Regions from separate parts of the Macaca mulatta genome. Here regions 1 and 2 are each linked to region 3. The links are chromatin contacts, called in public Hi-C maps. All regions are on one chromosome and are shown on one strand. Each heading gives the region's core, a stretch centred on a gene start, on an enhancer-like site or on the middle of the called end of the contact. The rest is flanking DNA. Distances are from core to core; before and after follow the strand shown.

What was found. A called contact is a pair of places that touch in the nucleus more often than the background predicts.
Region 1: a Hi-C map of fetal cortex germinal zone shows a contact between it and region 3, with 1.9 times the contacts expected there. The contact joins the enhancer-like site here to the promoter of DOCK4 in region 3. A contact is called at or near these places in 2 of 14 Hi-C or Micro-C datasets (fetal cortex germinal zone and liver).
Region 2: a Hi-C map of liver shows a contact between it and region 3, with 3 times the contacts expected there. The contact joins the promoter of IFRD1 here to the promoter of DOCK4 in region 3. A contact is called at or near these places in 4 of 14 Hi-C or Micro-C datasets (CD4 T cells, fetal cortex germinal zone, fetal cortical plate and 1 more).

Annotation. Positions count from the first base shown.
Region 1 is chr3:151,998,546-152,002,925 of T2T-MMU8v2.0, forward strand. No RefSeq gene overlaps it. Among named protein-coding and RNA genes, the nearest start is that of IFRD1, 60 kb to the right of the region's middle. Within about 2 kb of position 2,591, at least 14 of the 40 cell types and tissues checked have an H3K27ac peak or open chromatin away from gene starts, as enhancers often do. A contact at or near this core is called in fetal cortex germinal zone, where this site is marked.
Region 2 is chr3:152,059,053-152,063,332 of T2T-MMU8v2.0, forward strand. It overlaps IFRD1 (interferon related developmental regulator 1), which reads left to right and starts at 1,916. Exons shown (of 12, transcript NM_001261783.1): 1 at 1,916-2,225. The coding sequence starts at 2,135.
Region 3 is chr3:151,807,818-151,811,618 of T2T-MMU8v2.0, forward strand. DOCK4 (dedicator of cytokinesis 4) reads right to left here and starts at 1,700. Exons shown (of 51, transcript XM_077997203.1): 1 at 1,400-1,700. The coding sequence starts at 1,436. It overlaps ZNF277 (zinc finger protein 277), which reads left to right and starts at 2,000. Exons shown (of 12, transcript XM_015134763.3): 1 at 2,000-2,105.

The DNA of each region.
Region 1 (4,380 bases), core at 1,341-3,840, 190 kb after region 3:
GAAAATATTCTAGAGTTAGATAATAATGATGTTTGTATGACTCTATGACCATACTAAAAGCCACTGAATTGCACACTTAAACATCCTTATTCTGGTCAGGCACAGTGGCTCATGCCTGTAATCCCAGCACTTTGGGAGGCCGAGGCAGGTGGATCACCTGAGATCAGGAGTTCAAGACCAGATTGACCAACACAGTGAAACCCCGTCTCTACTAAAAATACAAAATTAGCTGGGTATGGTGGCACATGCCTGTAATCCCAGCTATTTGGGAGGCTGAGGCAGGAGAATCGCTTGAACCCAGGAGGCAGAGGTTGCAGTGAGCCGAGATCGCACCATTGCACTCTAGCCTGGGCAACAAGAGTGAAACTCAGTCTCAAAAAAAAAATAAATAAATAAATAAAATAAAATTCATATTCTACAGAAATGAAAACACGTCCACATAGAGACATGCATGTGAATGTTTATAGCAGCATTATTCATAATAGCCAAAAACTAGGAACAACCTAAATGCCCATCAACAGGCGAATGGGTAAACAACATGTACATACCTTATGAAATACTATATTCAACAATAAAATAAAACAAAGTACTGATATATACTATAACACCTTGAAAACATAACGCAAAGTGGAAGAAGCCACATATTGTATGATCCCATTCATACGAAATATCTAGAAAAGGTAAATTTATAAAGATGGAATAGGATCAGTGGTTGCCTAAAGCCGGAGGATGGGAGTGCGGATTAACTGTAAATGGATTCCAGGGAGCTTTATGCAGTGATGGAAACATCCTGAGACTGGATTTCAATGATGGCTGTACAACTCTATACATTCATAAGAGTCATTGATTTGTACATGTACAATGGGCAAATTTTATGGTATAGAAATTAGACTTCAATTAAGTTGGTAAGAATGAAAACCTTATTAATAGACTTGGCTATGAATGTCCCTTAGACATTCCCAGTTCCTTGTTGTAAGGATGAACATTCTCTACATGTCATAGGGTCCAACTCTGAGTGGATGAGTTACATAAATGTTTTGAGGAATGGCAGCCTCAGAGCCCACCTGGAGAAATGGGTTTAAAGGGAACAGCCCTCATTGGGATGTCTCACTGCCAGTGTATTTCTGAAGCAGTCAGATCGCTGCGTTGTGACATCTGGTATGTGACTCTTCTCTGTACACACCCTGCAGGATCTGGAAAGCTTATGAGTGGAGGAGGCAACAAAACTAGAGGAACCTCAAGACAATTCCCAGGTCATAGAAACCAAGCCATCCCTCCCTTCCTTTCATAAGAGAAGTTTCTCCTAGTTAAACAAGATTATACAAAATGAACACATATTTCATTTATAAAGCCCATATGGCCATCCCAATATAGATAAGATGATAGCGATAATGGTGTAATTCAGCACTACCAGGAAAGAACACCTGTCCCACCTCACTCCACCCCATATATACATACACACACGTATACACACCTATACACGTGTACCTCTCTTTGTCTCAGTAATGACTGAAATTCGTCTAACTATGGGCAATATGGTATGGAGGGGTATGATCGAGTACTCCCACGCCAGATGACTGAGTTTGAATTCTGGCTTCAACGCCTACTAGCTTTGTGGCCTTGGGCAAGGTTTAACTTCTCTGTGCCTCAGTCTCCTCATCTGTAAAATGGGGATGGCATACGATTTTTGTCCTAAGTAAATAGAGTACTGCTTGTAAAGTGCTTAATATATTGCCAGTCACATAGTAAGTGCTGCATATGTATCAACCACATTCAGGCCCTGGTTCCAGCAGGTACCGGTCTTTGGCCTTGGGGAGTCATTTCATCTCTCTGGACCTCAACTCGCTCACATGTAAAATGATGATAATAACCCTGCACTGCTTACTTCTCAGGATCGTCGTGAAGGCCTCATAAAATAATACGTGGACAGTGCCTTGAAAAGCAGCAACCCCATGTAAATGACCGGCTTGTTTCTTATCCTAGGTCTATGTAGATGGCTTGAGAGCACAGTGGTTCTCACACTTGTCAAGAAATCAGACTATTTTCTCCTTTGTGGAGCAAACTGCTTCTACTTCAAGTCTTGGCTTAGAGGTCACTTCTGTAGGAAAACTTCCCTGATCCCCCCTACTCTGGATAACTGTGTTAGGTGCCCCTTTGACACCCTCCCTAGCACACCATACCTACCCTTATCATTGCAGTTATGTATGTATTGTCAGTATTTGCTTACTTGTCTGATTTTGAGATCCCTGAAGACAAGAATAACTGTGTCTGGGGTCACCTCTATGTCCTTAGCACTTATTTCAATGTCTAGCACATGCTCAAGAGATATCTGCTTAATAAACTCCAGATTCAAAGAGCCCACTCCCACTGGATATATTCACTCCAATGATATTTCAGAGGCTTCTCATTCTTACTATCTTCAATTGGAACTGGTTCTAACCGGTTATCTAACTTACCTAACTTATTACTTATTTAACTTAGCTGATTTAACTTTCTAATTCATTTCCTGTTGCTCTCGATGCTCCCACTCACTTTGTTCTGTGCTGTTCTCCCAATATACCAGGCACGCGGCTGCCTCAGAGCCACGGGGCACGCGTCCGCTTGAGAAACACCGGGCACGCGTCCGCCTCAGAAACACCGGGTACGCGTCCCCCTCAGAAACACCGGGCACGCGTCCGCCTGAGAAACACCGGGCAGGCGTCCGCCTGAGAAACACCGGGCAGGCGTCCGCCTGAGAAACACCGGGCATGCGGCTGCCTCAGAGCCACCGGGCACGCGTCCGCCTGAGAAACACCGGGCACGCGTCCGCCTGAGAAACACCGGGCACGCGTCCGCCTCAGAAACACCGGGCACGCGTCCGCCTGAGAAACACCGGGAGGCGCCCGCCTCAGAAACACCGGGCACGCGGCTGCCTCAGAGCCACCGGGCACGCGTCCGCCTGAGAACCACCGCGCACGCGTCCGCCTCAGAAATACGGGGCACGCGGCTGCCTCAGAACCACCGCGCACGCGTCCGCCTCAGAAATACGGGGCACGCGGCTGCCTCAGAACCACCGCGCACGCGTCCGCCTGAGAAATACCGGGCACGCGTCCGCCTCAGAAATACGGGGCACGCGGCTGCCTCGGAACCACCGGGTACGCGTCCGCCTCAGAAACACCGGGCAAGCGTCTACCTTGGAACCACCAGGCACGCGCTGTCTCAGCACCAGCAGCCATGCTTCTACCTCAGAACCTTTGCATTTGCTGTTCCCTCGTCCTGGAACACTATTCCACGTCCACATGGCTTTCTTCCTCATCTCCTTCAGGGATTTGCTCAAATATTCTGTTTTAGTGAGGCTTCCCCTGAATATCTTTTAAAAAATAACAATCACTCTCCCTCAGGCCTTCCTGATTCTCTCTTCCAATCTTATTTTCCTTCATTGCAATTTTTTTTTTTTTTCTAAGACAGGGTCTGTCTCTGTCGCCAAGGCTGGAGAGCGGTGGCACAATCACAGCTCACTGCAGCTTCAACTTTCTGGGCTCAGGTGATCCTCCTCTCAACCTCCCAAGTGGCTGGGTCCACAGACACGTGCCATCATGCCTGGTTATCTTTTATTTTTATTTTTGTATAGACGAGGTGTCACCATGTTGCCCAGGCTGGTCACAAATTCCTGGCCCCAAGTAATACGCCCACTTTGGCCTTCCAAAATACTGGGGTCACATGTGTGAGCCACCGTGCCCAGCTCCTCCGTCCTGTACCACCCTCACATACTGTGTAGCTATTTACCTGTTATCTGTCTCCCCTCACTAACTTATAAGCTCCATAAGAGCAGGGATTTTTGTCAGTTTTGTTGGCTGCTTTAGAATAGTGGCTGGCACATAATAGGCATTCGGTAAATATTGCTTGAATGAATAAATCTTGTTTGAATGAATAAATATTGTTTGAATATTAAATATTGTTTGAATGAATAAATCTTAAACAGAGTGTGTGATATAAAATGTAAGATTTCCTTTATGACTTGGGGTCATGTACATCTGGCTGGGCGTTCTTCCTGACCACCCATCCTTCTATTCTCATCCAAGCAGAGTTCCTCACTTTCTCCTCTTTATTACTCCTGTTCCTTACACATGCTTTTATAGTTAGACCCATCACACTGAATTATAATTTATTTATAAACCTGTTTGCTTTCCTCCCCTTGCTGTAGGCTCCTTGGGGTAGTAACTGCATTTAAACTATTTCTAAATCCTCAGTATCCTGAACAGCATCTGGAACTTTGCAGGCACCAGTGAAATATCAGCTGGAACGCATTACCCATACCTGAAAGACTAGGTGCAGATACAGTGACCGATTTCGTTTGTTGTTCTGTCGTGTGCAGTTATGTCCCTGATATAGTTTGGATAC
Region 2 (4,280 bases), core at 666-3,165, 250 kb after region 3:
CTTCCTCCCCCGCAACCTGCCTCTGCATCTGGTTTCTGTGCTCTGTGCAGTTTACTGGCTGCTTCAGGATTAAACAAAGTAAAAGCAACCCTGAAATGTTGCCCATTTTAGCATCTTTGAGTAGGCCGTGTGGGGAGGTAGTAAGTGCCATTAGGCGTTATTAGGATGAGTATCAAAGAGTTGTGAGGAGGAAGAAACAATTCTGGCTGGAGGCTTCAGGAAGGTGGCAGCATGAGCTACCTCTTGAAAGGCGGATAAAATTTCTTAAGGTGAAGATGGGAGGAAAGGCATTACAAGAAGAGGAAAGAATATGAATGAGGAAATGGAGGTAGGAGAACAGAGCTGTGTATTGGAAATGAAAAGCATCCCATTTGGCTGAAGAACAAGGACTGTATGAGGAAGCAGTGAAAGATGAGGCTGGAAAGGGAGTCAGGGCCAGGCTAAGAAGGTTGGCATTTAAAAATTAGTCATGGGAACCATGGAATGTTTTTGAGCAACTATTAAAGCAGGTGGATTAGTAAAACAGAGGACACACAAATAAATCTGGCAGCATTACTGAGCATGAAACATGGAAGAAAAGACTGGGAGGTCGCTTAAAATGCCCAGGCATGAACTGAGGTCACATGTGATCACAGAATAGGACAGGAATTTAAGAGTGTTATTTTAAAACTAATTGCTTTGTGTGTGTGTGTGTGGGGGGGTGCATCAAAGAGAAAAAAGACTGAGAATTTGAGTTTTGGAATTTAACATATGGGAGGATAATAAATAGTACAGTGAACAAAGGGAAGACAGGAAGAAGGAAATATAGTATTTGTTTCAGAGATGTGGGGTTGAGGTACAAGTGGAATATTCTGGTGGAAATGTGCTACAGGCAATTGAAAATAGAAGAATATAGCTCAGCTGAGAGGTGGAGTGGCAGATGACTCACATACATTGAGGTGAGTCAGGGACTTTCATCTGTCATAAGCATAGTATATGAACCTAATAACAGGCTCTAAATACTTGACAAATGTCCTAACAAGGAAGTCAGAGATCTAGGAGAGTCTTGAGAAAAAAAGCAAAACTGCGATTATTGATATGTATAACTTATGTTTGTTTTACCAGCTGTGAAGTTCTCAGAAACTTCTATCCTCAATTGACCTCCCAACTGGCAGGTAGTATTGCCAAGGGACACATTCTTGAATAGAAACCCACAATGCTGAATTGCCATATATTCCTAGTCTAGAATCTGAGATATACACGAACTCCATAACTAAGTAGACGAAAGCATCCCTTTTTTGGGGGGCTGGGGGGGGGGCACATAACCCTGAACCACGGTCCAATTACAGGTACAGTACTGATGATGGCTAGTTCATGGAACTAGTTAAAACTAAAACCATGGAAATGTTCCCCAGGAGAGGTAGGACTGTGTGCCTGGCAGGTGCCGCAGGGAAGTAGGGGAAAGGTTAAGGAGAACATCAGCCTCCGGAGAAAGAGAAGCAAAGGTGATTGCATAGCTGCCAGCTGGAAGCTGACTCCTGTCATCGGGCGTACTCGCCCCCATTGCGCATCGCCGGTGCCTACCTCACCCAGTTCCAAGGCGGGGGCCGAGCGGAGGCAGGGGTGGGGTCACCAGGAGAAAAGGAAGTGGGCAGAAAAGCCCGTAGGGAAGAGAGGGCTGGAAGGAGGCCCCGGCCCCAGCCTTACTACGTTTCCCAGAATTCAATGAGGCCACGAAGACAGGCTCCATGGGCGCGGACGGAAGACCGGCCGCATGGGATTTGTAGGCAGGATCCGCGCCCCGCCCGAAGGACGATTCTAGCGGGGAGGTGTGCAGGGATTGGCTGAGGAGCGCTCAAGTCCCGCCTACATGATGACGTCAGGCGGCGGTCTTGCTACTTAAGGCGTCGAGGCCTCGCCTGCCCCGCCTTAGCTCCCGCGCTAGAGAGAAACATGTATCGTTTCCGATCACAGCTCTTCACGGGGATTTCTGCTGCCGCCACCGCCCACTCTTACCCCCGCCGTTTCTCGCCTCTGTTGTTAGCCGAAGACTCGCCTCTCAGCCGCCCGCCGCACAGACGCACGAGTAAAAAGTGCAGCTCCATCGGCTGATCTTCGCTAAGCTCCGACTCTAGGCGGCACCGGGCGTCCCACGATGCCGAAGAACAAGAAGCGGAACACTCCCCACCGCGGTGGCAGTGCTGGCGGCGGCTCAGGAGCAGCTGCAGCGACGGCGGCGACAGCAGGTAAGGGGTATCCCCGCCGCCGGCATCCCGGTTGCCGGCCAGGCTGGCAAGTCTCCCATGCTTGGGCACGGTGGGAGTTGTAGTTCTTTCTCTGCTCTACACGTTTGCGTTTCCAGGGTGCGTGGTTTGGCTACTGAACTACAATTCCCAGCGTGCCCTGGGCGCCGCTCCTCGCGCGATTTAATCTGGCTTGCGAACCGGACTCTTGGGCACCGGCTGTGGGGGCGGGGAGGAATGGGTCCATGGGCCTGAGAGTGTGTGGGAACAGGGGCTGACCGGGAGCTGGGCGGGAAAGGAACTATTCTCAGAGTTCCTTTCTCTGCGGCGCTCTCTCCCTATCTTTCCCTGACCACGGGTGGGGAAGAACAGGGAGTTGGGTCCATGCCGTCACTGGTCGCCTTTGAGCGCCCGGCTCCAGTATGGAGCTCCTGGGATGCCAAACGTCCGGCGGGTTTGGACGAGCTCTTGCGTCACGCGGCCTGGGCCTTGCGCGGTGGGCCCAGGGTGACGCAGAGGCGTCGGGGAAGTTTTCCGTCCCGCCTGTCCACCTGGCCAGGCGGAGGCCTCGGAGGCGGGGGGACCACTTTCTCCCCCCTAGGCTGTGCTCCTGCCCCTAACTGGCACCTACAGAAGCCCCGAACCTCTAGCACCTCTGCGATCACCCGAGGCGACCTCCTGCTCACGGGGGAAAGAAACGCGTTCCCCTTTGTGCTGCATTCTATATGTTCTCTGCAGTGAGCCCCAGAGAGCCAGGGTGTTGGGGAGCTTAGGTTGCAGTTGGCTAAAAGTTGAGGTTATTGTGCCCTCGCTACGAAGTCGAAGTTTTTCCTGGGTGGGATGGGTAGGTGCTTAACCGAATTTATGGTTTTCTACTTATCATATGGTTAAGAAAAAGGATTCCAATTGGAATTGGAAGGCCCTTCTAGGAGAGACCCCAGTAAACTCAAATCGAGTATTAACTAACCTGGTAATATTTTATTTAGAAATTTAAACAGGAGTTAAATATTGGAGTATTCTCTGACGTTATCGCACTGGAACTACTAGCTGTTAGGTATTTTTGAACACGGTTGTCACTGTCACGGCTGCCACTCAGAACGATATGCCTTTGTTCACAAGAAAAGTAAATATGCGGGTTGTGTTGTTAAAGGTTATTGGAAACTGGCATTTAGAAAGCTCAAAAACTCGTGATCATGTATTAAACATTTAATACTTGACCATAGGGAGGGATTCTTAAAACAGCAATCTTTTCCATTTTTTTAGGTGCCTCTTCATTTTGAATGCTCTCCATGTTGATGAAATTCATTTTTTATCAAGATGTAAAATATGTAATTAGTTTATTGTGGCCTCTGGTTGCTCTATGTGAATTGAGGATACTTTTTTTTTTTTTTTTTTTTTAAAGGGAAAGGGAGTTTGTGTCGCGTAGACTGGAGTGCAGTGTGGTGTGATCATAGCTCACTGCAACCTTTTAACTCCTGGTTTCAAGCAATTCTCCCACCTCAGCCTTCTGTAGCTAGGACTATGGGCATGTGACACCATTCCTGGCTATTTTTTACATTTTTTGTAGAGACAAGGTCTGTGTTGGCCAGGCTGGTCACAAGTCCCTCGTCCCCAGGGATCCTCCTGCCTCAGCCTCCCACGATGCTGGGACAGTGCCTGGTCTGAGGATATTTCTTACCACTGTGTTTCAGCTTTTCCTCATCTGAATCAAACATTTTAATTCTTTCTAGAAGATACTTATTTTATTCTTTTACCCTTTTGTTGATGAAATGGAAAAGTTTGAAAGCTAAAGTTTGAAAGTTGTAATGATATTAGTAATGGCCTAGATCAGGCACAAACCTTTATTCCCGTCTAAAGTTTCTGGGCAAGCCTCCTTCCCTCTTTGTGCTTACAGTACCTCTGGTGCCACTCTGGTGGCTGTGCGGGGATTGCCTTTTAAATTTTGCCTCAGGGCTCATTTGTGACCTTTCATCAACTTTATTGCTGCTACCTTTTCACTATTTTAGTAGAAAAGATCCATTTCACCACTGAATTTTATCATATGTAAACAAATAGAAA
Region 3 (3,801 bases), core at 450-2,949:
ACCCCAAAGTCCTATCCCCAGGCAAAGTTGGGAAAAAAACAAAAATCCCCTCGGACTACGACTCCCTGGGAAGGCTTTCCAGATTCTTTAAATTGCAGGAAAATGAATTTAGAACATAAACAGATACCTACACATCATCTAAATCACTAGATCTGTCCTCAATTTTAAAACACACACACAAACTACACCAGTCGGCAGAACAGGGCATTATAGGAAATAAAGAGTGTTAGTAAAATCCATAATGCTTTCTCTCTGTTAGACCTTCTGGGAGGTTATAATTGCATTTGGCCGGCTGCAGGCTTGTCGGAGAGCCTGGCTTCTTAATAGTCTCAACCCTAAAAGGAGTAACTGTCAAGGGGCGACCCAGCTGAAATCAAACAACAAAAACGGGAACTGTAACCCGCCTGAAATGGGAGGAGGAAAAGGGAGACTCCTGTATTCATCAGTCAACATTAATGTCCTTTGTTGTTCACCTTTGCACAGAACAGCGAGCGCTATCCTGTTCCTTTTTCTCCGAACGCCAGTGTCAGGATATGCTTTCCTAAAAGCTATCTCCCTGCCCCCAAGAACCAGGCTTTCCTATCCCCCTCCCTATTATCACTCAGCAGCCCTGTATCGCCACACCGCCCCCACTGCGCTCACCCAGGGTCGAGAGGGTGGCCAGAAGTAAAAACACTGCTGAAATACCCGTTCTCCTCCAAAGACCAAAGAACCGAACGGCGCAGATGTTGAAATTTACCATTGCCCCCGCCCCGCAACACACACACCCCATAAACCCGGGATCACAGGGAGGGAGGAGGGTCAGAGAGGGCTCAGCCTGTCAGAGCGGCTCTCTCCAGGACCCTGCCACATTCCACACTCCGGGAATGTCGATCCGAGCCAGAGGGAAGGGTTTGCGCCTCCCTACTGTTTTGGGGGTGTTCTCTCTGCCCAAGTGTTGTTGTCTCCCTCTCCACCCAGGGGAACCGTTGCAGCTCCCTGTCGCTTTGGGGAAGAAGGGTAAGGAAGGAGAGAAACCCTGTTCGCCTCCTCTTCCAACTTGACACACACATACACACACAGAGACAGACAGACAGACACACACACACACACACACGCCCAGTTGCCACTCCAAACTCCGCAGGCAGAGCCCGAAGCGAGCGGGCCGGCCGCGCACTCCCCCAAGCTGTCCCGGCGCTCTGGGAATCTGTGCGGGGCGCGCCGAGCCGGCGGTGCGGGGCGAGAGCCTGGTGCGCAGCCCTCTGCCTGGAGCTGGCTCGGCAAAGCCCCGTACCCGCTGCGCGATGCCAGGATTAGGCATTTTCAGCCGGGCGGAGCAAGAGGGGCGCGGGGGCAAGGACGAGAAATGCGCACTCGCTCGGGCCAGAGCAGAATAAAAGTTCGCCCCGCGGAGACTCACCCACGCCGTATTTCTCGTGCTCCGTAGGTATCCACATGGCTAAAGGGGCTCCGGGGTCTTGAGGCTTTGTAATCCCCGCGCCCCTTCTCCGGTTCACAACAATGCACAGTCCCCGAGCAGCGCTGCAGCGCCGGAGCCCGGGGGCTTCGCGCGGGCTGCGGGCGCTGGGCAGGATCTGCGCTGGAGGCTCCTGAGCCCAGCGTTGACACTGCGCCGCCAGCAGCTCTCCCGGCGGCGGCTGCTCACAGTCCTCAGATGCGCTCCCGGGGACCCGGCGGCGCAGTCATTGTTCTGATTCACTGAACTAAGCGAACACGCCGGGGCACTCTCGGGCGCACCCCCGCCCGCCAGCGCCTAGTCCAGCCCTCCCGTCCCGGGGCCCCGCGGCACGCTGGGAATTGTAGTTCTGGGCTTCCCCATCCCGGAAGTGGGAGAGGCAATTGCGGTTCGAGGCGGGGATTCAGTTTTACTAATTACGTCCTATTGGCCCAGAGGGCGGTGTAGGTGTGGAGAAAACACCGCGTCGACGGGGAGTTCACCTCCAGTCGCATTTCTATTGGTGCCACCCCGCCTCTGCCCCGCCCTGCGGCCCTCCCTTTTCTTCTCTGCCGGGTAATGGCTGCTTCCAAGACCCAGGGGGCTGTCGTCCGAATGGAGGAAGACCGTGATGGGAGCTGCAGCACAGTCGGGGGTGTAGGTTATGGGGGTGAGTACGGTGCCCCGGAGGCGCGGCTGATGTGTCTTCCTTTCACTATGACCGGGAGTGCAACAGACCTCTGGTCTGACCCTAGGAGCCCTTTTAGCTCTGGGCCGCCTGGGTTCAACGGGGCCCCACGGGTGGTGGCCCAGAGGGATGGGGTGGAGCCGGGGGCGGCTACTTGGTTGGGGCTGCCCGGGGAGGGCGGAGAAAATGCCTTGGAATGGCCTTCCCCTCCGCCGGGGAAGCTCCCTGAGCGTTTGTCTTCTAGTTTGGAGCTCCCAGCTTTGCGCTAGCTGCTGAGTGGGTTTGGTTTAGGTCTGGTTCGCGCGCGTGTGTTTATAACTTTGGGATTAGCAGCTCTTTTTTTCCTCACCAGTACACTGCCTCGGTTTGCTTGGTTTGACCTTGCAGATGTGTTTTATTTAGCTTCCGTAGACTTTCCAGTCGCAGACTGGTGGTCAGTGCTATCCACTCTACACATTTGCCCAGTTTGCGAGTGAAGTGTCTTCTGAAGGGAAAGTATCTCACAACCTCCCTGTCGATAGTTAACTGCTCTGGGTGTTCTCCAGATTTGGATGTGGAGCCTGAGACATCTTCCCAGTCTCTGGGTCCTTAGAGAAAGAAAAGGAAAGTGGTAGATAATTCGCACTCGTGGCTTCAAAGAACATTTGAAAAGGGTTATGAAAATCATCACAACTTTGGCTGTACCTGACTTTCAAGTTGTCCTCTGATCCACTGTAGGAATAAAAAACCAAATTTTGAAAGCTGCAGGGGGATTGTGTTTAGGACTCTTTTACCCTTAGTCTATCGCTCCCCCATTCCCCCCACCCCATTTTTGCCTTGGTGTGTAATTTAGCACAAGTTATCTTTTTCTGATGAACATGGTTTGGGGCTTAAATATGGTTCTCAGACTGTTGAGACTTTGTTTTTCGGTTTATTTGTTTTTGCTTTCACAGTTAAATTGATATCATCTTAAATATTTACCTCAGCGGCACAGAGATGAAGTGCAGTTTTTTCCCACTTCCCAACTGTGGAACTCCCTACTCTGAAATTATTTTAGTACCCCTACCAAACAAATCTTTGGTAGTCTCCTGAGTTAAATATTGAGTTTAACACCCCAATGGTTTATTATTGGGTTGGTTATATATTGGGCTATCGGATGGTAACAAACTATTAAGGTTTCCTAGATTCTCAAAGTTCCAGAGGGCTACGAGTTTGAGATCAAAAGATACACTCTTTGGTGAATTTATCTCACAGTCTAACTTATTTTAAAAACTGCACTTTGGGAGGCCGAGACGGGCGGATCACGAGGTCAGGAGATCGAGACCATCCTGGCTAACACGGTGAAACCCCGTCTCTACTAAAAAAATACAAAAAACAGGGCGAGGTGGCGGGCGCCTGTAGTCCCAGCTACTCGGGAGGCTGAGGCAGGAGAATGGCGTGAACCCGGGAGGCGGAGCTTGCATCCGGCCACTGCGCTCCAGCCTGGACGACAGAGCGAGACTACGTCTCAAAAAAAAAAAAAAAAAAAAACTGGCCGGCGCGGTGGGAGACTGAGGCGGGCGGATCACAAGGTCAGGAATTCGAGGCCAGCCTGATCAATATGGTGAAACCCCGTCTCTAATAAAAATACAAAAATTAGCTGGGCATGGTGGCGGACGCCTGTAGTCCCAGCTACTCGGGAGGCTGAGACAGGAGAATC